Regions from separate parts of the Mus musculus genome. Here region 1 is linked to region 2. Evidence: chromatin contacts called from public HiChIP or PLAC-seq data. All regions are on one chromosome and are shown on one strand. Each heading gives the region's core, a stretch centred on a gene start, on an enhancer-like site or on the middle of the called end of the contact. The rest is flanking DNA. Distances are from core to core; before and after follow the strand shown. Region 1 holds the start of Srpk1 (serine/arginine-rich protein specific kinase 1). Region 2 holds the start of Lhfpl5 (lipoma HMGIC fusion partner-like 5).

Evidence for each region. HiChIP or PLAC-seq counts read pairs in DNA pulled down with a chosen protein or histone mark.
Region 1: a contact with region 2 is called in an H3K27ac HiChIP or PLAC-seq map of embryonic stem cells, with 9 read pairs. The contact joins the promoter of Srpk1 here to the promoter of Lhfpl5 in region 2. A contact is called at or near these places in 3 of 484 Hi-C or Micro-C datasets (2-cell embryo, embryonic fibroblasts and stem cell-derived epiblast-like cells), 5 of 115 datasets of contacts at active chromatin or transcription factors (CD8 T cells, the HPC-7 cell line, embryonic stem cells and 1 more) and 3 of 9 other capture datasets (adipose tissue, liver and pancreatic islet).

Annotation. Positions count from the first base shown.
Region 1 is chr17:28,620,584-28,627,351 of GRCm38.p6, reverse strand. It overlaps Srpk1 (serine/arginine-rich protein specific kinase 1), which reads left to right and starts at 4,831. Exons shown (of 16, transcript NM_016795.4): 1 at 4,831-4,952; 2 at 5,315-5,375. The coding sequence starts at 4,940.
Region 2 is chr17:28,571,426-28,577,359 of GRCm38.p6, reverse strand. It overlaps Lhfpl5 (lipoma HMGIC fusion partner-like 5), which reads right to left and starts at 1,641. Exons shown (of 4, transcript NM_026571.2): 1 at 948-1,641. The coding sequence starts at 1,359.

The DNA.
Region 1 (6,768 bases), core at 3,582-6,081, 47 kb before region 2:
TTCATAGCCCTATCAGGACCCTATCTCAAGAGAGCAGGAACAAGGAAAAGGACAGGGTTAGACTGGAGGACACACCTTCAGGTTTAAGTGATCAGATTTAGAAACTGCCTCAGCAGTATTGGGGGAAGACTACAAGAACAGCCTTTGCAAGTGTGTTACTTCAAGAAGAATGGGATGTTTTTCAGAAATTAAATTCTGACACCGCCCATGAGCAGCCAAAAATATGATGGCTTTTGCTGTCTGAATAATTCCACTCTTAAAAAGACTTGCAGAAAAAAAGGGGGAGGAAGCACGTGGACCCAAGAGGCAATGGATACCAAAAAAAGAAAAGAGAGAGAGAGAGAGAGAGAGAGAGAGAGAGCCACCACTCTTTGAGACAGGGTTTCAAGTAGCACAGGCTAGCCTTGAATGGCTCTGTGGCCAAGGATGACCTTGAACTTCTCGTCTTCCTGTCCTTCCCTGCCCAAGGCTGGGCTTACAGGCACCACCTCAATTCTAAGGAACTCAGGTCATCCTGCTTGCTAGGTACTTTATCCACAGAAACACCTCCTCAGCCCCCATAGCTACTACTGTTGAATCTTTTCCAGAGAGGTCAACTCCAGAAAAGGCAACCTTTCTGAATTGGTGGTGAAGAGAACAGGAATCTATGATGGTTTACTTATATAAATTAAGAAGCAGAAGCCAGGTGGGTGGCAGTGTATGCCTTTAATCCCAACATTTGGGAGGCAGAAGCTGGTGGATCTCGGAGTTCAAGGGCCAGCCTGGTCTACAGAGTGAATTCTAGGACATCCAGGGCTACATAGAGAAACTCTGTCTCAAAAAAAAAAAAAAAAAAAAAAGGCAGAGATGGAACCAGCTTTATTTAGGATAGGAGATGAAGGTAGAAACTTACATGAACATTCATAAAAATGTCAGAAAAAGTCTGGAGACACAGACACCAAGACCCTAATTATGCTGAGGGAATAGGGAAAAATGTGTGTGTGTGTGTGTGTGTGTGTGTGTGTGTGTGAGAAGATGACCAATTCTGAAAAATCAGTTCAGTGACTTTTTCCATGTGGTTGCTAGGATTTGAACTCAGGACCTTTGGAAGAGCAATTGGTGCTCTTAACCACTGAGCCATCTCTTCAGCCCCCAGTTCAGTGACTTTTATACGGCCACTGGAAGAGATTCTGAACTGAGTTGTTCTTGCTGAACAGGTGGTCAGCAAGACTCGAAGGGCAACGAGAGGTGACCAAGTCACCACACGATGCAAGGACTTTCCTTGCTGATGCAGCAAGCACTTGGAGTATTCATGTGTGTGAGGCGGCCAGGGGGCAGCACCTGAAACTGGTGGCAGGCATGAGCTGCCCTACAGGATGCTGGGAACCAAACTCCGGATCTCTGCAGGAGCAGCAAGGGCCCTTAACCTCTGAGCCATCTTTCTAGCCCCCTGGTCATCATTTTACCCACCCACTCTAGGGATTGGCTTGATCCTGAAAACCTGACTGGGGTGACTTAGCAATGAAGAAATGACAGGCACCCACACAAAGAAAAACTGGGATCAGGCAGGCTGTGTTCATTAGGATGGAAGGCATCTACTATGCAACTGAAAACAAAGAGTGCTAATTTTGAACAGCCAGGGTTAGTTAGCTAGTCTCAGGGAAGAGCTCTGTAAGGGAGCAGTCTTGGGGTATAAACACTGGGGCGGAGGAAGCTGTGGTTCAAGGTGATACCACCTTGTGGCTTTCTGTTGTTCCAGACACTGGTCAATCCAGCACACTTGTACGACCAGAGGAAGGGAAGGCTGAGTCACAGCAAGTTGACTGTTTCTTTTCTGATGTAACTATAGTAAAATTGGAACGTGTAATGTGTGTGTGTGTGTGTGTGTGTGTGTGTGCGTGTGCGTGCGCGCGCGCGCGCGCGCGTGCACTCGAGCATGTGTGCATGTGTATACCTTTGCCATCCCTTTAAAAACCCCATCTGGGGAAGGCTTTGCTGTTTCCATAGGTCTGAGACATCAGAACCCTTTGATATGGCTGGACCCATGTCAACAACACAGTTACTCAGAATTTCATTGGCTCCCCCCAGCCAGGGGTGAGTTCCCCAGGCTAGCACAGTCTCATACTCTAGGACATCAGGTGTTTTCTGATCCTATTACCCGTTGAGTCCCAAGTTTAAAGTAGAAAGCAGTTTTCTTTGGCTAACAAGTGCCTGCCTCTTTCACAATAAACCCAGCAATGCCATCATTCAGGTTCTGTACAGCAGATGCTGTGATCTGAATCTCCAACTTAGCAAACCCATCCTCCCACCCCTGCCTACTTCATACTCGCAGTCACTCTTGGCCCCAGTCTCCACCCACAGTTTTCCAACCTGGGCCCTTTTGCTCAATTGATTTTTTCTTTCAGGAATGCTTGACATCTCCTTCCCCACCTATGAAAATCCTACACATTTCTCAACACCTACATCAAACCAAGTGTGGTGGCCTCCTCCTTGCTGGGACAGATTTTCCTGCTTTGCTAAGGAGGTTGTGCCTGGGCCCCCAGGCTTGGTCTGTGCTCCTGTGTGCTCACCCTCCTTTCCCAACCAATTGATTACTGACCTGTCTTCCCTCCAACCTCCTCCTCTTCCTCCGTTTTGCATGTATGTGTTCCCTTGTGTGTGCAAGCACAGTGTGTCTCTGTGCCTGTGCCGGCGAAGGCCTGAGCTTTTACACTGGACATCTTCCTTAAGCATTCTCTAGATCATTGAGGTAGGGTCTCTCACTGAACCAGGAGCTTGCCAGCTCATTTAGCCAGCTTGCTCCAAGATCCTTTGTCTCCAGCACGCCACCTCGCCTACACAGCAGTTATATGGGTTCTGGGGATCCAAATGCCAGGCTAGAACTTTACGCACTGAGCCAACTCCCCAGCCCAAGTCCCACTTCTTCTTCTTCTTCTTCTTTTTTTTAAAAGATTTATTTATTTATTTTATGTAAGTACACTGTAGCTGTCTTCAGACACTCCAGAAGAGGGAGTCGGATCTCCTTACGGATGGATGTGAGCCACAATGTGGTTGTTGGGATTTGAACTCAGGACCTTCAGAAGAGCAGTTGGGTGCTCTTAGAGACATCTTACCTGCTGAGCCATCTCACCAGCCCCCAAGTCCCACTTCTTATAGAGCTGGGTTTTTGAGCCCCTACCCTAGCCAGCTGGAATATAGACATATGCACGCCACTTGAAAAGGCTTCAGTGGAGCCGGGTGTTGGTAGCGCACGCCTTTAATCCCAGCACTTAGGAGGCAGAGGCAGGCCGATTTCTGAGTTCCAGGCCAGCCTGGTCTACAGAGTGAGTTCTAGGACAGCCAGGACTACACAGAGAAACCCTGTCTCAAAACAAAAACAAAACAAAACAAACCAAAAACCCCCCAAACAGACAAACAAAACAACAAAAAGAAAATCACAAAAAAGATCTAAAGGAGAGTTCTGAAACACATGAAAAGTATACAATTCCAATTGCGAATTTCAGTGCCTACTATAAATCTCCACAGCAGTACCCACAGTCTATGTTTTGGAAGAAATACTGGGGTCTAGAGAGCCTCATGTTCCTCCCCCATCTCTCTCATAAATGCCTGCTGATTCTACTTTACTATAGGAGTTTTGATGCCTGAATCATTGGGTTGGGACAGCAAGATTCTGAGCACACAATCCTTTCCACGTTCTCATCTTTCTGTAATGGGGATAATAACTACCTTGGCCTGAAGTTGACATCAGCATCTAATAAGATCATGCACTTGACAGTATGGAAACACCCGGTAAGTCCTACGATGAAGAGAGTTCTTCAAGGAGAAAACAGAATTCCCATTCACACCCTTCCTTTAAGGCTTTCAACTTGCAGCTAGAAAATTCCCTTTAGAAGTGTTTGCTTTTACTTAAAATAATTGTTTAGCTTACTTATGGGTGAGGGGTTGTTGCATGTGCCATGGGTCCTGTGTGCAAGTCAGAGAGAGACCTGTGGGAATTGGCCCTATTTGGATTTGAATTCAGGTCCTTAAGGCACCTTTACTTGCTGAGCTGTCTTCTGGTCCAGTTCTTTTCTTTTTTTCTTTTTTCTTTTTTGGTTTTTCGAGACAGGGTGTCTCTGTGTAGCCCTGGCTGTCTTGGAACTCACTCTGTAGACCAGGCTGGCCTCGAACTCAGAAATCTGCCTGCCTCTGCTTTCCAAGTGCTGGGATTAAAGGCGTGCACCACCACTGCCCAGCTTCTGATCCAGTTCTTTTTTTTTTTTTTAATATTTTTTTATTACGTATTTTCCTCAGTTACATTTCCAATGCTATCCCAAAAGTCCCCCATACCGCCCCCCCATCCAGTTCTTATTGATTTATTTTGGGTCAGGATCTCATTATATATGCCTTGCTGGCCTGGAACTCATAAAGATACACCTGCTTCTGGAGTGCTGGGATTAAAGGCATGGGCTGCTGGCCCAAGGTTTTATCTTTAGAAGAGGACAGAGGCACACGTTCCCTCCTTCCAGCCTTTGTTCTGTGTGTATCCACATACAATTTAATTTCCCATTTTCTTTAATGTCTTAATTGGCCCTTACAACAGCTCAGACAGGAACTGGGATATGTTTGGGTTAAGCAGTTTTGCAGGCCGGGGAAACTGAGGCAAATCCCGACTGACTGCGGAGCCCTGCCTTTCCTCAGGAGGTAAGAACTTCAAGCCGCGCGCTTTATGGCGGGACACTAAAACCAGCTTCCCATTCAGGATCCCTCGGTCCCTTGCCCTCCACTCTCGTACACCCCGGAGCAGGTGGTAGGCTCTGTGTTCACCACGCAGGCGCGCGACGCCGTGTGGGGCGTGGTCGGGCGGGCCCGGAGGCGGGGCCGGCGCGCGCCGGGAGGAAGAGCTGGGATTTGGGCCGCGGCGGGAGCCCGAGTCGGCGTCACTCGAGTGCGCAGGCGCCTGGCGGTTACCGGTCTCGCCATGGAGCGGAAAGGTGAGCGGCGGAGCGGCCTCCGCCACGAGGAGCCACGGCGGTCCCCGACTGGGCGCCAGGCGCCTCTCTGGCCACTGTCGCGGCCCCCTGAAGCGGCGTCACTCTTGCCTCTCGCCCCTCGGCTGCGGCGTCCTCCGGCGCCCGCCGTCCCCGCCCCTCGCTCCGCAGCCCCCAGGCCGGGGCGGCGAGGCCTCATGGCCGGCCCGAGCCTCTTTGGGCGCGCCGGGCCTGGCAGCCGCTGTGCACCCCGAGCAGCCCGCCCCGCGCTCGGCCCGCAGCCTCAGGCCCGGTCGCCCTGCGTGCTCGCGCCGCTCCCCGCCTCCCACTTACATCGGCCCTTCATCCATCCCTCTCTCCCGCAGTGCTCGCGCTCCAGGCCCGAAAGAAAAGGACCAAGGCCAAGAAGGACAAAGCCCAAAGGAAGTGAGTCTTGTACCCCAACATCCCGCCCTTTGCGTTTCCTCGGGGACCTCCTCCCCCTACCGGGTTGTGCGCTTCGGGCGGTTCCCCCCCAACCCCTCCCCGCCACATGGTTACTGGGCCGCTGTGTGATTCGCCCTCCGGGAATCATGTGGAAGGTAGCTGGGTCTCCAGGCTCGGGTCTGCTGGAAAGACCCGGAGCCTGCCCGGCACCACTCGCCAACTCCATCGAGGAGGCCCAGGTGTGGCCCGGCAGCCGGAGCTGGCAATCATTACCTGCCTGTCTGTGAACTCTGCTCTTCCTTCCGTGCTCCGCAGCGTCTTAACTTGCCTCCTACGTCTGTCCGCACGCTACGCCATCGGGAAATTGTTGAATGAATTTTCCCTGTTTACCCTTGGCCCTGCCAACCACACGCTCGCTTGGGTAGAGGAGGACGGCCGGGAGTCTTCCTCGCGCCTGATTACTCTGCTTCCTAAGTCTGGGAGACTCTGTGGCGTTGCTGTCCACTCGGTGTGCCGGCTAAGTTATGCATTACCGGCGGGCCGTACTATCAGGTCCTCAGAGCAGTAACGTCGGAGTAATGTCCAGAGTCAAATTGCTGGTGCCGGTTGGGTGATTCCGGCTTGGTGGGCCTAGTGCTACACTTGCCCGATTTGATGTGTAATAGTGGTTTAGTGGTGTTGGGGGTGTGTGTGCACAAAAGAGGGCACAGTCTGATAGAAACGCTGGGTGGAGGCTTATTCAAGTGAGCTTAGCTGCTACCATTCCCACCAACGTCTTTGTTTTTTGAGATAGCCTTGGCTGACCTGGAACTCCCTATGTAGACCAGGTTGGCCTTGAATTTATCCTCTTGTTTTTGGCTCTGAGAATCCTGGGATTAAGGGGCATGTGCCACCACTGCAGGCTCACTGCCATTGTGAGCTTAGAAGTTAGCTTTACGAAGGATCTTGTACTAACATTTAGTTGCAGAGGTTCCTCCGGGTGGACTTAGAGAGTTCTCTGCTTAGCACTCTGTTTCAGAGGAACTGTTTTCTGTGTTTTCCCATTTATTTGGTGTTTTGTATTATCAAGCTGGGTCTGCACTGCTCTGCCACACATTAGAAGTCTTCCTAGGTCACCCTGCTGCGCGACTGTACCGGGGTGGAGTGGGTGGTGTTGCTTAGGAGACTCCCTGAAGTTTTTTGGGGGAGGCCGTGCAGTGACTTCTTTGATAAAGTGCCGACTTCTCCTCTTCTCCATTTTCTAGTGTGTGTGAGTGAGCGCTGAGGTGTGGGCAGGTGTGAGAGTGCGCAGGTTCCTGGGATGGTTATCCATTTAGGGATGTCTAGAACTCGGTTTGAATCCTCTGTTGAATGGTTGATAGAAACGGCAGAGCTGTCCTAGCAGCAGCTGGGA
Region 2 (5,934 bases), core at 392-2,891:
CTGCTGACAGGTGTTAGGCAGTCTCTTCCTGAGCTCCAATGGAGACCAAGATCAGCTGTCCCAAGGACCAAAAGGGCCACCTGAGCCTGGAGCAGGAAAGCAGGCAGGAGATGCCTTGCCTTGGGACCCCATAAGCAGCTGCCTACCTGATACAGTGTAACAGCAGCACCCCCAAACCCCGGACTCTTCCACGAGAGCAGTTGGAACTGAGGAAGAGGCAGGGAGTGAGGCCAGAGATCTGGGAACAGTCATCACCATAGCCCTGGGGTTGGATCCTAGGCCATGTGGCAATAGCCTTCCTCTTCCCTCTGAGTGTGCAAGCCTGTGGTGCGGTGTTCTGGTTGTTGGTACACCTGGCTGCATCCACCCAGAGCTATGTGCCCCCTCCAAGTCACTTCTCTCTGGCTCATGGGCTCTACAGCGAGGACCCCAACAGTCTGCATCCATTCTGCCTATGAATACCCCCTTTTCTTTTACTTTTAGTTGTGTGTGTACATGAGTGTGTGACGTGACGTATGAGCTCATGGGCACATGCCGCATGGAGATCAGATAAACAACTGGACAGACTCTGTTCTTTATGGAATGTGGGTCCTGGATGCTGAACTCAAGCTATCAGACTTGGTGGCAAGCACCTTTACCAGCTGAGCTATCTCCTAGTCCCTGACTCATTCTTTCTTAGAATCTCAGATTCTCCTCAAGACAGGGTCTCACAATATAGCCCAGGCTGGCCTGGAACTCACAGCCCTCCTCTTGTCTCATGGCTCCCACCTATAATTTGGTCTGCTATAGCCTTGGCCTCTACTCTGAGTATAGTGTGAGCCCCTATTCCGAATCTTTTGTGGAACACTGAGTAAGAGAAGGCTCAGAGCTTTCCCTTCATGGGAAAGCCATGGCTGTACCCTGAGTATCCCCCCTCACACACACCACACCCCAGCAACCCTGCTCACCAGCAGCCAGCTGCATCCAGGCGCAAATCTTGTAGACCGTGGCTGTATTACAGACGAAGAACAGGCTGAAGCAGATGATGGAGCCGATGATAAGGAACATGGCCAAGGCCACAAAGAACATGGCAGTCTTGAAGGCTCTGGAGGGGATGGAGGAGAAGTCCAGAGGGCCCCCCTTGCAGATGAGTTCCGACGACAGCACGTTGCCCACGCAGTAGGAGAACAAGCCAAAGTAACCAGCCTGTGGTGTGCTAACACTGTCGCCTATCCAGTAGGGCTGGATAAAGAGGGCCATGACCAGCACCGAGAAACAGATAGTGAGCGTGCCCCACATCACTCCCACAGCGCGCGAGTTTCGCACATAGTTGGTGTGGTAGATCTTGGCGGCCTCCTGGGCTGGCAGCAACTTCACCATGGCGAAGGCCGCTGGACTAGGACGGGGACACTGGCTGGGTGCAGGTCTACAGCTCTAGGGAGCAGAAGTCGTGGGTCAGTCCTCAGCCTGGTGTGAGGAGCAGCCTGAGGTCAGGGAGCCATGCAAACATTCCCCCCAGTAGGTTGGGAGTGCAGCAGGCCAAGGTCAACCTTGTCTTCGCAAGAGATGCTTCCCAGATGAATGTGCCCGTTCTGACCAGGATGGGCTCGAGTCTGCCGCCTCCTCTAGGTCGGCCAGGGTCTGGGCCTGCGCCTCCGCTTTGCCCGCCCCTCCTGCTTGCCCTCACAGGCCACGCCCGGCCCGCTCTGCGAAACGCGTTTCAGCACCGCGGCCAGCGCCAGAGTTCGGGGGCGTGGCCTGGTAGGGGCGTGGCCGGCGGCCGCGCAGAGCCTGGAGGGGCGACTTGGAGGGGAAGGGAGCTGGGACCCCGGTCCTCTCTTCCTCCCAGAGGGTGGGGCCGACCGTGTGTCACGTTCCTTCCGCTGATTCCAGCTGCAAAACCGCTTCCTGTCCTCTACACCCCTAGTCACCCTTCGGGGACCTCCACCTCCCACCAGCCGTAGCAGCACCACCGCTCCATCCCGAGGGCCGCAAGTTTTGACTGGGTCTTGGCTTGGTCTTCCAGTCAATGACCGCCGAGACCAGAGTGGAGGCTAGAGAAATATCCTGTCAGCAAGGACCTGAGCTAGTGCAATAACACTCGCAGTAATAAAGAATACCAAAGTTCATTCTCCAGAGCCTTTCCCAAACCACAACGGAGCAGTCAGTGTATCCAACACACGGCCTTTCTCCTCTGGTTTCCATTTTTATTGCAGATTTCCTTTTTAAAAAATATTTCGTTTTTCCGCTGAATGTAGTGGCTCACACCTGTAATAATCCCAGCACTCAAAAATTGGAAGATGATCAGGATAAAGAGAGGCTACATAAGATTGTCTCAAAAGCCAAAGAAATAACCCATATATAAACCCAGATTTTTTTAGATAACTGCATGGCTAGTGTAAGTACTAAAAGGCAATCCAGTAAAGTATACATAAAAGAATAAACCCTCTATAACCCTGAAGTCTGGAGCTAAATAAGATATGACAAGGGCTTTAGCCTAGGAGATAGCTCAGCGAATAAACATTTGTCGTTCAAGTTTAAAGGTCTAAGTTCAAATCCCCAGGCCTCAGGTAAAACAACCTGGAAACTGGGCTTTAAAGGCATGGTGGTGCATGCAGCCTTTGATTTCAGCACTTGAGAGGAAGAGGCAGGCAGATCTCTATGAGTTCAAGCACAGCCTGATCTACAGATCAAGTCCTAGGATAGTCAGAGATAGTCTAGATAGTCCTAGATAGTCCCATATCCTGAGACACAGTCTCAAAAATTTCCAACGACCAACCAGCAACAACAACAAAGCAAAACAAACAAAAAACAGGAGAGGCCAGGCAGTGGTGGTACACGCCTTTAATCCCAGCACTCAGGAGACAGAGGCAGAAGGATTTCTGAGTTCAAGGCCAGCCTGGTCTACAGAGCGAGTTCCAGGACAGCCAGGGCTATACGGAGAAACCCTGTCTAAAAAAAACAACAACAACAACAACAACAACAAAAAACCAGCACAGGACAGGACATTGAGTGGGCGTGACTACTCACATCTGTCATTCCAACACTTGTGTAGCTAAAACAGGAGGCTTATTCCATGTTCAAGGCCAGCCTAGGTTACCATGAGACATTACTAAACTATGGAGTTTCAATTTAGACAACAGAGGTGAGAGCCAGCAGGTAATTAGTAGATAAACATCCTGGCATCTCTGTGGACCGGTGACTGGGTACCCCTCTTACTTTAGACAGTTGGCAACAAGAGCAAGTGTGTGAGGGGGGTACCATGGCCCTGTCGCACCCACCTCGTCTGGCAAGGAAAACGCAACACGGTCTGATTCTTCTCAACAGCTTTATTGCGGGAACGCCTTGATGCTACGGGAACCCCAGGCACCCAGGGAGGACTGCTTATATACACCCCAGCACTGGGGAGGGCTTATGTGTCCTCCTGGGATTGGTCAGTCTGCCGGCACCTTAATTTGCATGCACCTGCTCGGGAGGGGTTAGCACCAGATTCGGGCTAGCACCTGCTCAGTGGTATTGTTTACAGCAACGGTGTACTGGAGACGGGGCCATCTTTTAGGTGTCGGCTGCCTATGGCCCCACCTGGATGCCACTCAGGACTCCCCAAAAGTTAGGCATTATAAGGGGTGCGATTACACATGCTCTAACTACCCAGTAACCCAGAACCTGTGCATGGTGGCTCATGGCAGGGGTTGGGAGGTGGTCTTTACAGAAATATCTAATTAAGAAACATCTAGGGCTGGAGAGATAGCTCAGAGGTTGAGAGCACTGGCTGCTCTTACAACAGATTCTGAGTTCAATTCCCAGCAACCACATTGTGGTTCTACAGTGGGATCTGATGCCCCATCTTCTGGAGTGTCTGAAGACAGCTACAGTGTACTTACATATAATGAATAAATAAATCTTTTAAAAAAATATTTTCTTGGGGCTGGAGAAATGGCTCTATGGTTAAGAGCACTGACTGCTCTTCCGAAGGTCCTGAGTTCAAATCCCAGCAACCACATACATGGTGGCTCACAACCATCTATCATGAGATCTGATTCCCTCTTCTGGTGTGTCTGAAGACAGCAACAGTGTCTTCATAAATAAAGTAAAAAAAGAGTACTTTAAAAAAATATATATATATTCTTATTTTTGTTTAATGTGTGTGGGTGTTGCCTGCATGTAGATAGTTTGTGCACTCTAGAGCTGGAATTACAGACGGCTGTGAGCTACCACGTGGGTGCTGCGTATAGAACCTGAGTCCTCTGGAAGAAAGCCAGTGTGCTCATCCACTGAGCCGTCTCTCCAGCCCACTTACAATGTCTCTCTTTCGTGTTTTTAACCATATTTATTTCCACTTACCCCTAGACAGTTTGAATAGGAGATCCTACATCACTTGAGCGCACCCTGAGCCCAGTGGCACACATGGGGACACAAATGTCACTAAGAATGTGAGGGCTACCAAAGGGAGAGGCGGGATCTGGGGGCACGGCTCAGTGAGTGGGGGACAGCTAGACAGAGGTTGGCAGGCAGCTAAAGACCTGAGAATCAGGGCCCCACCAGAGAGGACGTGGATCCCAGTTCAGTGTGTTCCAGGGGCCCGATAGTGATGCTAGCTGGCCTTCTTCACCCTAGCTGACCTTCAACCCTGTGCTTACACAGACTCATGACAAGAAGCCACCAAGGCCGGATGCAGTCATTACTGGCTCTCAACCCAGCCAACCTTGTGCCCCTGCTGAGATCCAGAACTCAAAACCCAACAGGAAAACCAACAGACCAACGTGTGTGGTATGTGCCTGTGTCCAGCAGTGTGCATGCGTGTGTGGTCAGAAATCAACTTCGGGGATTCCTGGACCACTCACCACCTTTTTACTTTTTAAAGATTTATTTATTTATTTATTTATTTTGGGCTGGCGAGATGGTTCAGCGGGTAAGAGCACTGGCTGCTCTTCTGAAGGTCCTGAGTTCAAGTACCAGCAACCTACAAGGTGGCTCACAACCACCCATAATGAGATCTGATGCCCTCTTCTGGTGTGTCTGAAGACAGCTGCAATGTACTTATTTAATATAATAAATAAATCTTTGGGCCAAGGCGAACGGGGCTAACCTCTTAACCTCTGAGCCATCTCACCAGCCCTACTTTTTACTTTTGAGATAGGTCTCAGGGGATGCAGACTGAGCTCAAACTCTCCACCCAACTAAGGATTCTCCTGACCTCCCAGATGCTCCTGATTTCCCAGATGCTCCTGACCTCCAGATGCTCCAGTCTCTACCTCTTTTGCACTAGAACTGTAGTCACGTGCTACCATACTTGGCTTTGAAAGTTGCCACACCCACTCCAGTAGTGACTTGCATGACAGGACCAAAAACTTGGATGCAGTCCCGAGGTGAAAAGTTCACAGAAACTTAGTCTCTTGGAACTGTAGTCTCCTAGAACTGTGGCATCCTGTATTATGAATGCTCCAAACTTGTCCTTGCGAATGGATCTGTGTGCTTTCTTTCTGTATTGTTTTATTATAGATGTCTCCAAGCAATGACTTGCCAAATACCTAAGCAAAATTGAACTTTGCTTCCTGGCCTTCACCAATACCCTAGGTAGTCCTTGAGCAGACCCTGGGCTTGGAATTCAGTAAGAATGTTGCCTATTCAGTGACATTCAGAATTGCCTCTAGTATTGTAAGAGAGATAGTGAAAGAAATCAGGCTTTACTATCTATTACATAGAGTTAGAAATCTCAGGGCAAGCTTAGCAACGTAAGTTTAGAATTCTTATTACAGTTATGTATGGCAGACTACATTACTTAATAGAAGAAAGTCCCCCCACACTATCACTTATAATAAAAGCCAAGTCGCTCCCATATACAGGAATTTACAGTGGTTTAGGAAGTAGATCAGGCTGTGGTTTTAGAGTATTGCATTATTCGTGAGAAGGTTAGCTAGAGCGGAACTCCCTAATTAGAACCATGACTTGGGC